3 separate regions of the Sus scrofa genome follow, and all the other regions are linked to region 2. A link is a contact called in public HiChIP or PLAC-seq data. All regions are on one chromosome and are shown on one strand. The core of a region is the stretch at or near the end of the contact, and the rest is flanking DNA. Distances in the headings are between cores, read along the strand shown. Region 1 holds the start of ZNF689 (zinc finger protein 689). Region 2 holds the start of BCL7C (B-cell CLL/lymphoma 7 protein family member C). Region 3 holds the start of KAT8 (lysine acetyltransferase 8).

Evidence for each region. HiChIP or PLAC-seq counts read pairs in DNA pulled down with a chosen protein or histone mark.
Region 1: a contact with region 2 is called in an H3K27ac HiChIP or PLAC-seq map of alveolar macrophages. The contact joins the promoter of ZNF689 here to the promoter of BCL7C in region 2. A contact is called at or near these places in 1 of 47 Hi-C or Micro-C datasets (skeletal muscle) and 1 of 2 datasets of contacts at active chromatin or transcription factors (alveolar macrophages).
Region 3: an H3K27ac HiChIP or PLAC-seq map of alveolar macrophages shows a contact between it and region 2. The contact joins the promoter of KAT8 here to the promoter of BCL7C in region 2. A contact is called at or near these places in 1 of 47 Hi-C or Micro-C datasets (skeletal muscle) and 1 of 2 datasets of contacts at active chromatin or transcription factors (alveolar macrophages).

Annotation. Positions count from the first base shown.
Region 1 is chr3:17,763,611-17,768,214 of Sscrofa11.1, forward strand. It overlaps ZNF689 (zinc finger protein 689), which reads left to right and starts at 3,130. Exons shown (of 3, transcript XM_021086420.1): 1 at 3,130-3,694; 2 at 3,909-4,022. The coding sequence starts at 3,490. LOC110259905 (a long non-coding RNA gene) reads left to right here. Exons shown (of 2, transcript XR_002342364.1): 2 at 2,499-2,745. It overlaps LOC110259906 (a long non-coding RNA gene), which reads right to left. Exons shown (of 4, transcript XR_002342366.1): 4 at 1-3,312.
Region 2 is chr3:17,544,381-17,549,009 of Sscrofa11.1, forward strand. BCL7C (B-cell CLL/lymphoma 7 protein family member C) reads left to right here and starts at 3,166. Exons shown (of 6, transcript XM_013995586.2): 1 at 3,166-3,447; 2 at 4,019-4,097; 3 at 4,436-4,544. The coding sequence starts at 3,356. It overlaps LOC100736818 (cardiotrophin-1), which reads right to left and starts at 870. Exons shown (of 3, transcript XM_021086414.1): 1 at 767-870. The coding sequence starts at 791.
Region 3 is chr3:17,370,911-17,375,898 of Sscrofa11.1, forward strand. KAT8 (lysine acetyltransferase 8) reads right to left here and starts at 2,200. Exons shown (of 11, transcript NM_001284366.1): 1 at 1,972-2,200; 2 at 472-546; 3 at 216-391. The coding sequence starts at 2,182. BCKDK (3-methyl-2-oxobutanoate dehydrogenase [lipoamide] kinase, mitochondrial) reads right to left here. Exons shown (of 13, transcript XM_003124471.6): 13 at 4,718-4,988.

The DNA of each region.
Region 1 (4,604 bases), core at 1,880-4,379, 220 kb after region 2:
AGACACCAACGTGCTAAGACTGCCAAGAGGCCCTAGCCCTGCCTGGAATGTAGCCGATCTTTCAGCCACCCCTCCTTCCTAGTCAGCTACCAGGGGGTCCACTCTGGGGAGCGGCCCTGCCCCTGAGACCAGTGTGGACGTTGCTTCTGCCAAAGAGGCACCCTGGCTGTCCATATCCACGTGGGCACACTGGAGAGAAGCCTTTCCGCTGCCCAGACTGTGGAAGGCTCTTTGCTTCCCACTCGATGCTGGTCAGATATCCAGTGAATCCATCCCGGAGACCATCTTTATGTCTGTGCGCCTTACGGAGTTCGGTTCTCCCAGAGGGCTCACCTGGTCCAGCACCAGCTGCTCCACACGGGGACAAGCCCTATGCACATCCAGATTGTGGCCGATGCTTCCGGCAGTTCACAGACACAGCTCGGATCCCATGTTGCTGAAGCTGTGGTGAGGCCAGCAGCTGTAGATCTGATTCAGCCCCTAGACTGGAAACCTCCATATGCCGCTGGTGCAGCCCTAAAAAGACCAAAAAAAAAAAAAACAAAAAACAAAAAAAAAACAACAAACCCAATTAGTATTCTGTCCAGCCTGCATTCCCACTTCCTGGATGTTGGAAGGGGGCCTAGCGCCCTGAGCGAGACCAAGCAATCGAATCTGCAACCTCATGATTCCTAGTTGGCTTTGTTTCTGCCACGCCACATCAGGAACTCCTCGGCTCAGGCTTTAATCATCTCCTTTCCTTTTCCACGTTAGCATCTTCTCCGTGTTCAGTTGGCAGCGCATCATTACCAATTGGGCAAAATGTCCACGAAGATTAGGTCCTTTCTAGCCTCCTCTATTTAGTCCATTTCTTCCTTCAAAATGAAATGGATTCACAGGAGTTCCCTTGTGGTACAGTGAGTTAAGGATCCAATGTTGTCACTGCAGTGGCTTGGGTTGCTGCTGTGGCACAGGTTCGATCCCTGGCCTAGGAACTTCCATATGCTGTGGGCACAACAAAAAAAACCCCAATAAGACAAAACAAACAAAAAAACCCCAAACAAACAAAAAGAAATTTTTGCTATTCATTTGCCTTTTTATTCCTTTTGCAGCCTAAGTTTACATTCTTATTTCTCCAAGCAGAAGTATGTGTGTGCAGAGAGAGTAGGCACAAAGCTATCAGTTCATCTTGCAGACTCCCGGCGCAGTCTTACTAAAACATCAATGAAAGGTCATTTGTTTCTCTAGACTGATCTAGAGCTCCCCGATGTACAGGATGAAGCCCTGCACCAACCTCCCCTTCCAGTCCTCCAGTGTTACCCTAAGTGTATCCTGTACTACATTAGAACTTTCCTGAAGTTCTGCCTTGTGCCCGAGATTTCACAGCCATGGAATTCAGGTGTTTAGTCAACAAATGTATATCGAACAGCACTGCTCTCCTTACATCCTACCTGTTCATAGACCAAAGTCATTGGTCCCACTGAGTTAGCGATCTGGAAAGCTATTAGGAGGAGGGACTCTGCCTTTTGGGGGACAATCATGGAATTCCACGTGCTTCCCCAGTAATTTGTTCAGGTAACAGTCACCATCCTTGGACAGAGTAGAACTCAATGAAGGCTTACTGCAGGTTGCTTTGGGTTTTGTTTTTTTCTTTTTACAGCTGCAGGTGCGGCATATGGAGATTCCCAGGCTAGGGGTCGAATTGGAGCTACAGCTGCAGGCCTACACCACAGCCCCAGTAACATGGGATCGAGTACATCTGTGACCTACAATGCAGCTCATGGCAACGCCAGATCCTTAAGCCACTGACCAAGGCCAGGGATCGAACCCAAGTCCTCATGGATACTAGTCAGGTTCATCACTGCTGAGCCACGAGAACGCTTCTTTTTTTTTTTTTAAACAGACAAAACTGCGTTATATGGAAGTTTCCAGGTTGGCAGTTGAATCCAAGCTGCATCTGAGACCTATGCCGCACACAGGATTCACTGCATCTGACTGGGGATTGAACCCATACCTGGGCAGCAACTTGAGCAGCTGCAGTGTGATGATTCTTTTTTTTTTGGTCTTTTTTTTTCCCATTTCTTGGGCCGCTCCTGCGGCATATGGAGGTTCCAGGCTAGGGGTCCAATCCAGCAACAGCAACGCGGGGATCCGAGCCGTGTCTGCAACCTACACCACAGCTCATGGAAATGCCGGATCCCTAACCCACTGAGCAAGGCCAGGGATCGAACTCACAACCTCAGGGTTCCCAGTCAGATTCGTTAACCACTGAGCCATGATGGGAACTCCTGCAGTGAGATTCTTAACCCACTGTGCCATAGCAGGAACTCCTATGAACATATTAATGTTATTATCTATATTACTTATATCTTGTGTATTGTGTTTTATAAGATTAATGCCTCTTGCATTAGCCAATGTATAACCAGGCCTCAACAAAATCGATGGCTAAATGTCGCGTGGCTGTGTGTGTGTGTGTGTGTGTGAAGTTTTATAAAGAATAAAACTTCTATTTTTTTCAGGAAAAACTGCTATATATCCTGGCTCCTGCCTCTCTGGAGCAGTTCCTCGGAGCTATCTGGGAGGTTGCAGTGCTCAGCAAAGTCCCCAACGTGCAATTTTTAGGTCCTGCGTTTTTTTTCAATGGACAAAATCTTTGCTCGCTTTCCTTACTAGCAGGACCCCTCTGAGATTTTCTTAGTTAGTAGAACTAGGTTGATAATCATCCCTTCACACAATGGTAACAAAAAATAAATAAGACGAAATGTGTGATGTGCTGGGCGTGGTACTTGAGCCCAATTCTCCTCCCTAAAAGGCCACAAGGTAGTTACACGCTATCTGCCTCGAAGGCTTCTCTGAGAAAGCCACTATAAGGCAAACCAGGGAAATCTCAGACCCGGGTTGGCCAGAGTGGCTCCGTCGCACAAATCCTTCCCTACCTCGGCTTATCGGGGGATCTTTACAGATCCCAAGTGGGGTCGCCCTTGGCGCCTCCAGACTCACGGCAGTCGCCTAACGCCGAGTCCAACTCCCTGCCCTTACGTTTCCGTTGGCTTCATTTAAACAGGCCGCTTTTGGCATCACCCAATCAGAATGCTCGATCTTCGGTCGCCGCCCAATGAGCTCGTGGAATGGGGGAAAAAGGGCGTGAAGCCCAATCGCAGCGCCATCACACTTGAGGGCAAAGAGGTTAGGAAGCCGGCATGGCGCTCCGGTCAATAAAATCGATAGCTGGAAGCTGCCTGTGTTTCAGGCAAAGGCGGTGCAGTAGCGGCGCCGCCATTTTCCCCGAAGGCATCTTCCGGTGCCTTTCACCCAAGTTCGGGCAGGAGTTTCCTGAATAACAGCGAAAGGTTTCCGTTAGCCCCGCAGGCGGCCGATTCCGGTTCCCTCCGGGCCTCCCTGGGCACGCTCCGCCCGGGTCCGGCGGGGGCTCCCAAACCTCGGGGCCAGCCAGCTCCCAGGGGCCGAGGCCGGGACGGGGACGGTCGTGGCGCCGGCTTCTCGGGCCCAATGGCGCGGCCTTCCGCTCCGCTCCCCGCGCGGGGAGCGGGAGAGGCCGGACCCGGCCGGAGAAGGGGAAGGAGGCCAAGGGCGGTGAAGTTCGCGGACGTGGCCGTGTACTTCTCCCCGGAGGAGTGGGGGTGTCTGCGGCCCGCGCAGAGGGCCCTGTACCGGGACGTGATGCGGGAGACCTACGGCCACCTGGGCTCGCTCGGTGAGGCCCGGCCCAGTCCGCTTCCGCGGGGCCGAAGGGATGGAGGAGATGGGGGGCGGGGGAAGGGCAGGGAGACCAGAGTGTCCGAGGTCCTGGCCTGCGACCAGGTTGTGTGAAGGGAGGAGGACGGGGGCTTGGCAGGAGATGCACCGGGTAGATGTATCTACCCAGCGTTGTGGACGATCTGGGCCTCTGACTGGTTCTCCTTCCCCAGGGTGCGCAGGTCCCAAACCATCCCTCATCTCCTGGTTGGAACGAAATACCGATGATTGGGAACCGGCTGCCCTGGATCCACAGGAGTGCCCAAGGGGGGTAACAGTCCAGAGAAGTGAGTGAAAGATGCCTCTGTGGAGGGTTTGCAGCCTCTAATGACTTGGTCCAGTGTTTTGGTGGCCAGGGGTACCGATGACCTATGCTGTAATGCTCCACTGACTGTGTTCATTTTCACAGCTTAGGGGTTCTTGTCTCATTGATGGTGAGTCCCTCCCTCCACCAACGATACACTTGTCAGTTTGTAAACTAACCACCTGCGGTTGTCTGTTGTGTGAGTGGATCCCTGAGCTTTTTTTTTTTTTTTTTTTTTAAAAAAAGAGCTACTGGAGTTCTCTGTTGTGGCTCAGCAAGTTAAGAACCCAACCAGTACCCCCCAAGGATTCCAGTTCGATCCCTGGCCTTGTTCAGTGGGGTTAAGGATCTGGTGTTGCTGCTAAGCCATGATGTATAGCTGGCAGATACAGTTGGGATCCGGTGTGGCTGTGGCCATGGCCTGCAGCTCCAATTGGACCCCTAGCCTGGGGACTTCCTTATGCTGCAGATGTGGCCATAAAAAAAGAGAAAGAGCTACTATCCTTCTGCCTACTTTTAGGACTCTGCCTTCTGCCTGCTTTGAACTAGGCTGTGACTAAGATAC
Region 2 (4,629 bases), core at 1,916-4,415:
TCTCTCTCTCAGAGATTGTTTGTGGAATTCAGCATCATTGATGCACAGATCTTTAAATTGAAATGAGCCGTTAAGCCCATTTTACAAGTTGGGAGACTGAAATCCCACTCCTTTCCTGATGGCCCGTCTATGCAAGACGCTGGGCATTGCGCAGCATCAATGAATCGGCAGCAATCTACCTTCACTAGCACAAGCTAGAGGGTGGCGCCCCGGGAGGACTACATTTCCCTAGATGCCCATCGCGCGTGTCCAGGGCATGCTGGGGAATGTAGTCTTGGCCCGGCAACTCCCGCCCCCGCCCCCGCCCCGCCAGAGTTTGCCCCGCGGGTCCCTATCCTTAACAGCCTCGACTTTCGCTTCCTGTTGTCACTCACCAGCCCCTGTGGCCAAAGGCTTCTTCCTCTAACTTTACACGTCCCTCTGGCTCCCAGCTGTGATTCTTTCCCGATACTCTGAGAGGATCCGATGTCCTGTCCCAGCCACGACCCCAGTCCTCCCCCAAGGTGTACTCGAACCCAGGATCTACCTCCTGAGTCCAAATCCCTGAAGGCACAGCCCCAGGCCTCCTCTAAACTCTGGCGTTTGCCCCTGCCCCCAGCTCACCCACAACTCACCCGCTCGTTACCTGACACCGGGGCCCTGCTCTCCCCCACTCAGGCCGCTCCCTTCCCGTACCTAGGGGTGGCGGGGACCCAGACTCCAGCTTCCAGCCCTTCTGACCCCTGCTCCCCTCAGGCACTCGGCATCTGACCCTTCAGTCCCTTACCCAGACTTCCCTCCCTCCGGTTCATGCTGTCCCCTGGCTGATCCTGGTAGCCTCCACGCCCCCCTTCCGAGGGGGGAGAAGGGGGAAAAGGGTAGGGGCGTGGCCGGGGCGTAGCCAATCACGGCTCAGACCCCAACAATCTACCCCCCCCTCACCACCCCGCCCCCCGCCGCCCCAGGCAGGATTCCTTGGCCCTGAGCTCAGGTCCTTGCTTGCGCAGCCTCGTCGGGGAGGGGGCCTGAGGAGGGCAGCAGGATGTCTGCAGGTTGGACTCAGGCTTGGGTGCCAGGGCCTGGGAGGCAGCCTGGGTCCCAATGAGAGGAGAAGGCTCAGGCTCCGACCTGGGGTTAGTCTTGGCCTCTGGGCTGTTTTTTCCGAGAAAACTGGGGGGATAGGAGAGGGCGCAGCTGGCAGGCCTGGAATGTGCTGGCCCTCCCTCTTGGCGGGGAAGGGAAGGGGAGAGCCAGGTGCTTGAGAGGCCGAGATGGGGGCCCTCAGGCTTGGGCCACACCTGCTGGCATAAACACCTCCTGGCCTATTGCAGATGCCTTCTGCCCTTGCTCTCATAGTCACAGCTACTAGGAGGGGACCACCACCTCGTCTTACCAGTAAGAGAACCCTTCCGACACACCCGCATCTACTGAAGGCTTCTTGCGCTGGAACAAGCTTCAGAGATAGGTCCAGGGAGTCACACCCACACATCTACCCACAAACCCGATGAGGACAAACGCTGACCGGTCCGTACACACTTACTTATTCCCACAAATGGTTCCCAAGTACCCCCTCTGTCCTGGGCTCTGGGCCCCAGAGGGGATCCATTCTTAGTCTCTGGCCCCCTGAGGAGCTCAATCTGATAGTGAGACCACAGACAAAAGCAGGTAATGTGAACTGGGAAGGAGGCCCCTGTGTCTTTAAGTATTTCACCATGAGCAGACAACTGCCAGAATAAAGGAAGAAAGGGAACAACTGGCAGAGGGCACAGCATGTGGCACCATCACGCGCATATTAACAGTGACTCTTGTTGGGTATTTACTATGCGCAAGATGCTGTTCTAAGAGTTACATGTATATTAACTCATTCCCATGTTACAGCTGAGAAAATAGTGATAAGTGACTTGTTTGAGGTCACTGGACAAGCAGAGCTGGGATTTTACCCCAGCGATTTGGCCCAGAAATGATGTCATAACCACCTCTGAACATAGTCACACCAAAACACACAGACCCGAGAGCCACACCCTTGACACATTCACACACAGCAACACAAATTTAGAATGTCATACCTGCTGGCAAACACAGCCTCAAACAAAATCAACCAAGACACATGTATTTTAAGTAAGCTTTTCATTGACGTGCTATAGACACAGGGTAAAGTACACACATCCTATATGTACAGCTCCGCGAATTTTCCAAGAGTAAATATGCCGTGGGAACCAGCACCAGATTAAGAAACGGAATCTGACCAGTTCCCAGAGGCCCCTCTTAGCCCCTCCCAGTCCCCAGGGTGACCACTCTCCCCGGTGTTTCGCACCATTTATTGGTTTTGTCCAGAACTTTCTCTGAATGGGATCACAGGGCGTATTGCTTCTCTGACCTCTTTCACGAGACGTCCCCATGTTGTGTGTAGCAGGACATCACTCTCCTTGCCCTGTCGTCCATGGTGTGAACAGGCTACAATTTATTTTCCATGGCCCTGTGGATGGGTTGTTTCTAGCCTGAGGCGCTTAGGAACAGAGCTATGGACATTCCAGTACAGGTCCCTTGGGGCTCCTACCCACGCATTTCTGATGGGTGTTAACCATCCAGGAGCGGAACTGCTGGGTCACAGGGTTGGTGTACGTTCGGTTTCACTAGAAAAGCGCCAGCTTTCCAAAGTGTCTCTATCAATTTACACTCCCCCAGAAATATGAGAGGTCCAGTTGCTCTACTTCGCCTCCACTTGGCAAGGTCTCATCTGAGCCATTCTGGAGGGTGGAAGAGGCACTCAGTACATTTACAGTGTCTGGCACGTAACTGGCCCTCAGTTAATAGCCTGTAGAATGAATGGATGAAGAGATAGTTGCAGCGTAGAACCAGGCAGCCGAGCAAGGGACACACACACACGCAAACACACACACACAAACACACACACCGTTCCAGGGTCCACCCACGCGCAGCGGTCGCACCCGGGACACAGATCCTCTCGCGCCCCCTGGCGCCCACGTGGTCTGAACGCACGGCCGCAGCCCCGCCGCGCGCGTCCAGTCGCCGAGCTGCCCCAACCTCCCTCTCGGCCGCGGGCAGGGGGCGCTGCGCGTCCGGGCGCCTCGAGGCGGAGGCGGCGGGCCCGGTCGGGGCGGGGCCGGCCGGCTTCCAGGCCTGGGCTCTGGCCGCCCGCGCCGCCGGGCGGCTCCGGGGACGGGCCGGGGCGGGGCGCGGCGGCAGGAAGCGGGGCGGGGACTCGCGGAGGCGTTGGGGAGCGAGGGAGGGCGCGGCCAACTCCCGGAGGGGCGACAGGCCGAGAGAGCGGCGCCCCGGCCTGGCGCCGAGCCTGAGCCCGCCGGACGGGAGGCGGCCCAGCCGCGGGCTCGGCCTCGGCCCCAGCCCCGCCAGCATGGCCGGCCGGACCGTGCGGGCCGAGACCCGGAGCCGGGCCAAGGATGACATCAAGAAGGTGATGGCGACCATCGAGAAGGTCCGGAGATGGTGAGCGCTGCCCCGGGGGCCAGGGACGGGCCACGGCGGGCCATTCCTCCCCCGACACGTCCACACCCCCTCCGCCACCTGTGGCCCCCAGGTGTTAGGTGTGCCCCTCTCCCCCGCCGCCCCCAGCTGCGTCCTGGATCTGCAGGGCTCTATCTCTCTTCTCCTGGCTACACCCTGGGGTCTACAAAGCGTGTTCCCCAGCCCTGCCCTCCCAGAGCTGGAACCCCCCCTTTATGCCCCGCCCCCTAAAGCTTTGACACTCCTCCCGCAAGTGTGCCCCGGGATCTTCGAGGCTGTGGTCCCAGGCCTATAGTCGCGCTCTCCATGTATACCCCAGGGGTCTGCCGCGTCGTGACCCCAGCCTATTTTTTTTTCTCTCCCTCTCTCTCTTTCTCCCGCCCCCCACCTATGCCCTGAGGTCTGCCGGGCTTCTCCCTCCAAGTCCCATTAGCCACGCTGCCGCTTCTTTTGCGCACCACCCCCACCTCCACACGTATCCCCAGATACATCCAGCTCCTGGGCTGGCTCTCTCCTCAGGCCTCTCTGACCCCGTCCCTCCACCGTCCCACAGGGAGAAGCGCTGGGTGACTGTGGGTGACACTTCCCTGCGTATCTTCAAGTGGGTGCCAGTGGTGGACCCCCAGGAAGAGGTGAGCAAGCTCCCCCACACCAGGCCCTGCATCTGGGCCACCTCGGGCAAGCCCCTCCCGGCGGCTGGCCTCCACCTCCAGTCCCCACTTAGACCTTACATGCAGCCTCGGGAACAGATGTTAACAATTATTAGCAACTCCGCCTCTTTCCCCTCCCCCGCCACCAGACCCCCTGAGTTCACGGCCTAACGCCGCCGCCGCCGCCGCCGTGGCGCACAACCTGTCGCTCACGGAGGGCCTTCTGCTTCTCTGTGCCTCAATGTCGTTATTTGTTCAGTGGGGGCTTTGCAAGCACTAACTAGAAAGCTGACTGTAACCCTTCGTCCTCTAACCCCCAGGAGCGTCGGAGGGCAGGTGGCGGCGCAGAGCGATCCCGAGGCCGCGAGCGGAGGGGCAGGGGCGCCAGTCCCCGAGGGGGGGGCCCTCTCATCCTGCTCGATCTCAACGGTATGTCGGGGATGCTGGCTGGGCTTTGGGGCAGCGGTGGGGAATGAAGGAGGGGATTGGGCGCCTCAGACCCAACCCTTTCTGC
Region 3 (4,988 bases), core at 950-3,449, 170 kb before region 2:
TCCCAGCTGGGCCATTTCGTTGCTGTGAGACTGTAGCCAAGCCCTTGCCATCTCTGAGCCTCAGTTTTCTTATCTGTGAAGAGGTAGGTAAAGTCCCCGACACCCGGTAGGGGGTTAAGAAATGGGAGCTGCTGTGGTTCTGGTACTGGGAGCCCAGGGAGTCTGCAGAGGCAGCTGAGCTGCCTCGAGCCGCCTGGGGAAAGGAGGGCTCGGACCTTCTGCACGTGGTTGATCTCATCGTGCTTGCGCTTTTGGTTGCGAGTGATCTTGCGCTCGGGCTGCTCAGCCAGCTCACTCAGGTACTTCTCCGAGTTCTTCTGCACGGCATCCTTCACTGTCTTGGTCAGTGCCAGCCGGTTCTTGTCTACCCATTCGTCCAGTCGCCGGTTAACTGTGAGGACGGGCCATGAGGGGGCTGCCCTTCCACCCCCATCCACCCCACCCAGACCGGGGCTACCCCAAGTCACTCACAGCCCACATAGTGTACATAGAATTCCTCTCGGCCCTCCTGATCGTTCACTCGAGACTGGATCACTTCAGCAGAATCTGTGGAGGGAGAAAAGAGCATCAAGTAAGACAGCAGGACTGGGGCAAGAGTGCTCCTTCAGGAGTTCCCACTGTGGCACAACAGGATCGGCAGTGTTTAGGGAGCACTAGGATGTAGGTTTAATCCCTGCTCCGGCACGATGGGTTAAGGATCCAGTGTAGGTTGCAATCGTGGCTCCGATCTGATCCCTGGAACTCCATACGCCACAGGGCGGCCAAAAAAAAGGATGCTCTTTCACACTGAGGAGCAGTTTCCCAGGTTCCAAGGCCAACTGTAAGCTGACCTCACCTGTTCACATCTGCCACTCCCTTCAATCACTGTCTGAGGTGGGCCAGACGGGGGCTGTTATTCTTATTTTAGAGATAAGGAAACTGAGGCTTACCCAGGCTCACCTATTTGAATAATGGTAAGAGCTAATACTTATCTGAATTTAAGTCTGGCTCCAAATTCAATACTCAGTGGTTTGTTTGTTCAGGGGTCCTGAGGACTAGCTGTGAAATAACACAGCCCCACTTCCTAGCTGTATTTAACTGAACAAGTTATTTTGGCCTTCTGAGCCTCAGCTTCTTCATCTGCAAAATAACGACAGCTGTGTCCGCCTCAAATGGTGAGTTAATGGCTCTGAAGCTTTCAGTATAGCATCTGACAAATAGCAGACCATTAAAGAAATGAGTAAGGCAACCCCTGCTTGTCTGATCCTGGGCTGGGTTGCTGCTGGGTACAGAGGATACAGTGATGGATCACAGGATGGACCTGCCCTCCAGAAGTTCCCACTTTGATAGAGGAAGACAAAGACAACATAATGGTACATATACCATGGTTCAGGTATGTAGAAAATGTTGCAGGAACACACAAAGGAACGACTCACTTTGCCTGAAGGGAGTCAAGAATGGCATCACGAGGGATATGATGCTAAAAGGATGAGTGGGGCTAGCCGGCTAAACAAGGAAAAGGGTAGGGCATTCCAAGCACAGGGCATAAGTGGTCTGAAGAGTGGACAGCGTGGTCTGGTCTGGCAACGGCCCTTACTAGGGCTGCTAAAACCAGACAGGTCACAAAGATGAAAGCCATTCTAAGGAATTCTGGGGTTAATATGGAAATGACTCAAAATAATAGAAGAAAAGGGGAAGTTCGTTTCTGTGTTCTGGGAGCTCCTCTCCGCTGGCAGCTGTCGGGGACGGATGCAAGGGGAAGTCACAGGGTCAAGGGCGACCAGTGAGGAAACGGGTTAACAAGAGAATGAAGACTAAGACTGGGCAAGGAAGTGGAGCGGGAGCTCTATACACAGCAGGAAGAATCTGGCTAACACCCGATAGGTGGGGTTTGCAGGCGGCGCCGGGGCGAGCCCGAAACTCCGCGTTCTCCCTGCTCAGGCCCCGCCCCGGCCATAAACCCCGCCCCCTGGCCCTGGGCCCCGCCCTCACGCCAGGTGCTATCCGGTCGCCGGCACAGGTACGTTTCTCCAATTTCCACGGTGACTTCCGGCTCTCCCCGCGCCGGGGTTGGCGGAGAGACGCGGCCTGGGGACGGGGCGGTCCCCTCGACCGCCGCATTCTCCCCAGGCCCGGGGTCGCCCTCCCCCGCGACCCCTGAAGTCGCCGCCGCAACGGCTGCAGCTGCTCCCTGTGCCGCCATCGCTGTAGTGGAAGTGACGCCAGAATCCGGCGCCGCACAGCGCCTTTAGTTCCGGGTCAGCGACGTGTAGCGGAGGCCGCAGTAGGCTGGAGGGTGGGGTCTGTGACGTAGCAGGCGCTCATTGGCTAGTGCGGCTGTCTCCGCGGCGCCGGACCAGATTGACGTTGACAGTGCCGGTTGCTCTGGAGTTACTTGGCTGACGTTTGGAACTGTGGCTGCACCCTGGAGTTGGAGAGCGGAGAAAGGCTTTCCGGATGTGATGTCTCAGATCGATATATATATATTTTTTGTCTTTTTTTGCTATTTATTGGGCCGCTCCCGCGGCATATGGAGGTCCCCAGGCTAGGGGTCGAATCGGAGCTGTAGCTGCCGGCCTACGCCAGAGCCACAGCAACGCTGGATCCAAGCCGCGTCTGCAACCTACACCACAGCTCATGGCAACACCGGATCGGTAACCCACTGAGCAAGGGCAGGGACCGAACCCGCAACCTCATGGATTCGTTAACCACTGCGCCACGACGGGAACTCCTCAGATCGATCTTTTAAAAGGCCCTGGTGCCTGAGAAAGCCAGGATATGCCAATTATCAGGGAGCACTGCCTCCACTTTACCAGGGCGGAGCCAGAGCAGCCTCCCTGGCTGTCTGGCTTTAGAGGTGAGCCTGGAACTAACACCCACCCCCCCCCTTCCGCCAGCCACATACAGGTCATCCCGTTTTTGAAGATTGAAGAACCTTCCTTCTTTGTTTAGGATGGGAAAAGGAGACAGTTGGGGTGGGGGAAGCAGAACGGTGTATCCTGGGACAGCTAGTAAACCACTCTCACAGTATCAAGCCTTTGTAAAGAAAGGGTCAGGTCCCCTAAACAGAAACTGGCCAAAGGCAGTGGACATAATGGAGAGCGTCTTGGACTGAGTGAATTAGGAATCCTGGGTTCTGACCCAACTCGGGAAGGTGTAGAAATGTGTTTGTTCCAAGAGCATAGTCAAAGATGAAACTATAAGTCAAGTATCTCTATAAAGGTTGAACCATATAGATATATATAGATATATCCCATGAATATAAAACAAGTATATTGAGCAATGCCAGGCAGAGTACGTGCTCAATTAAACCCTCCCTTTGGCCACTGTGAGTCATCTTTGACTTATAACTTGGTTATTGGGCTTAAAACAATTCTAAGAGAAGTGGAATGCTTAAGGTCTAAGTCTGAGGTTACAGATCAGGAAACACGCAAGTCTTTGTGAGGGATGGCAGTGGGAAGTGCTGGTAACTTGGCTTTTGGGAAATAAAGAGGTTTGAGGGGAGCATTAAATGCCAGCAGCATATGAAACAAGACAAGGCAAGAAAAAGGTTAAAATTGTAGTACCTTTTCCCACTCCCCATCCCCCTAGAACTCTATAGATGATTCACCCAGGTCCCTAAGAACCTTTTGTTATTGCTCCTTTGTTCTCCTACTACCTTTGACCGGCTTTCAAAAGCCAGCACCTGAGGCTTCTTTGGCGAACTGCCCCTCAGGCTAATAAAGGTGTTTTGCCTCAAAAGAGCTGAAAATGTAAAGTTCTCAGCCTGCAAGTTAACTACCTCCTCAGCTCCCACTCAAATGGACGTTAAACCAATGATCCTTCAAGGGAGGAGTTCATCGGTGCCTGTAGAGCTTTAGTTCTTTTGCCTGGCCTCCTGCCCTTCCCTCTTCTGCCTCCCCTACTCCCTTGTGGGAGCACTTTCTCATCAAATCCCTTTCAGATGCATTTCTAGGGAATCCAAGCCGAAACATCCCTTTCTAGCTTAAAGCCTTTCCATGGATCCCTGCTGTGTGCAGGAATAAAACCCATGTTTCTCGGCTGTAAGGGCCCTTCACCTTGATGCCACCTACCTCTCCAGCCTTGCCGCCCCCTGCTCGGGGATTCTCAGCAAGTGTCTGACCTCCAGATTTAATTCCTGTCTCCCCTCAATCCCCCACCTCCATCACCTGTCCTACCAAGCAGGCCCCCGGGGCCTTCTCCTTCCCTGGCCAGATAAGCAGGGGAGGTCACCTCCCTACCTGCTCCCTTGGAGCCTTTCCTTTGGCCCTCCCTACCAGGGCCCACTGTTGCCTGCCAGCGCACAATCTCGTGTGTTCCTTTCCTTGGCATCAGCAGGCGCGGCTGGCAGGGAGTATATTTAACCTTCCTCAGGTTCAAAAATGAGGTGGCTTGGAAGGTTACCCAGTCTGGTGACCTTCACCTCCACAACCTGTGACTTCCAGAAGGGAAGAGTCAGGACTGAGGCATGAAGCTGGGCCATCCTGGGCCTTCAGTATTGTCTGGGAGCCAGAAACATTTGGTAAATGAAATGAATGCAAGGTCTGCACAGACTGCCCCATTCATCCCCACCCCCCTCCAAATCTAACATGCAAGAGACTCGGGGCCAGTTCCATTGCTGGTCTGCCAGGCTCTGAGGACAGGTAGAAACTGGGACATGAACGTGTTACACCCAAGGGGACCTGAATGGGGGCAGAAACAAAAGCGACCCTGCCCTCTCCACACATGGGGCTCGAGAGGGCATTCAAAATGTGAACTTTAATAACAAACAGCAGGTCAAAGTGGGGGTTCCCCAGGAACAAGAATGACAGAGCTGGTGCCGGAGACCTCAAGGGTCCCCGCTTCCTCCGCTCTAAGGCCTGGAGGCAGGGAAGCAGTGGACCCTATCGAGGAGGGGCGGCGCCTGGCTCCATGTAAGTCCATCTGTTTGGGGCCCTTCAGCCCGAGAGACACAGCAGTGTGTGGAGCAGGGTGGCACCCGGCCTGGCCTGGAAGGTCCTGGCAGGGTG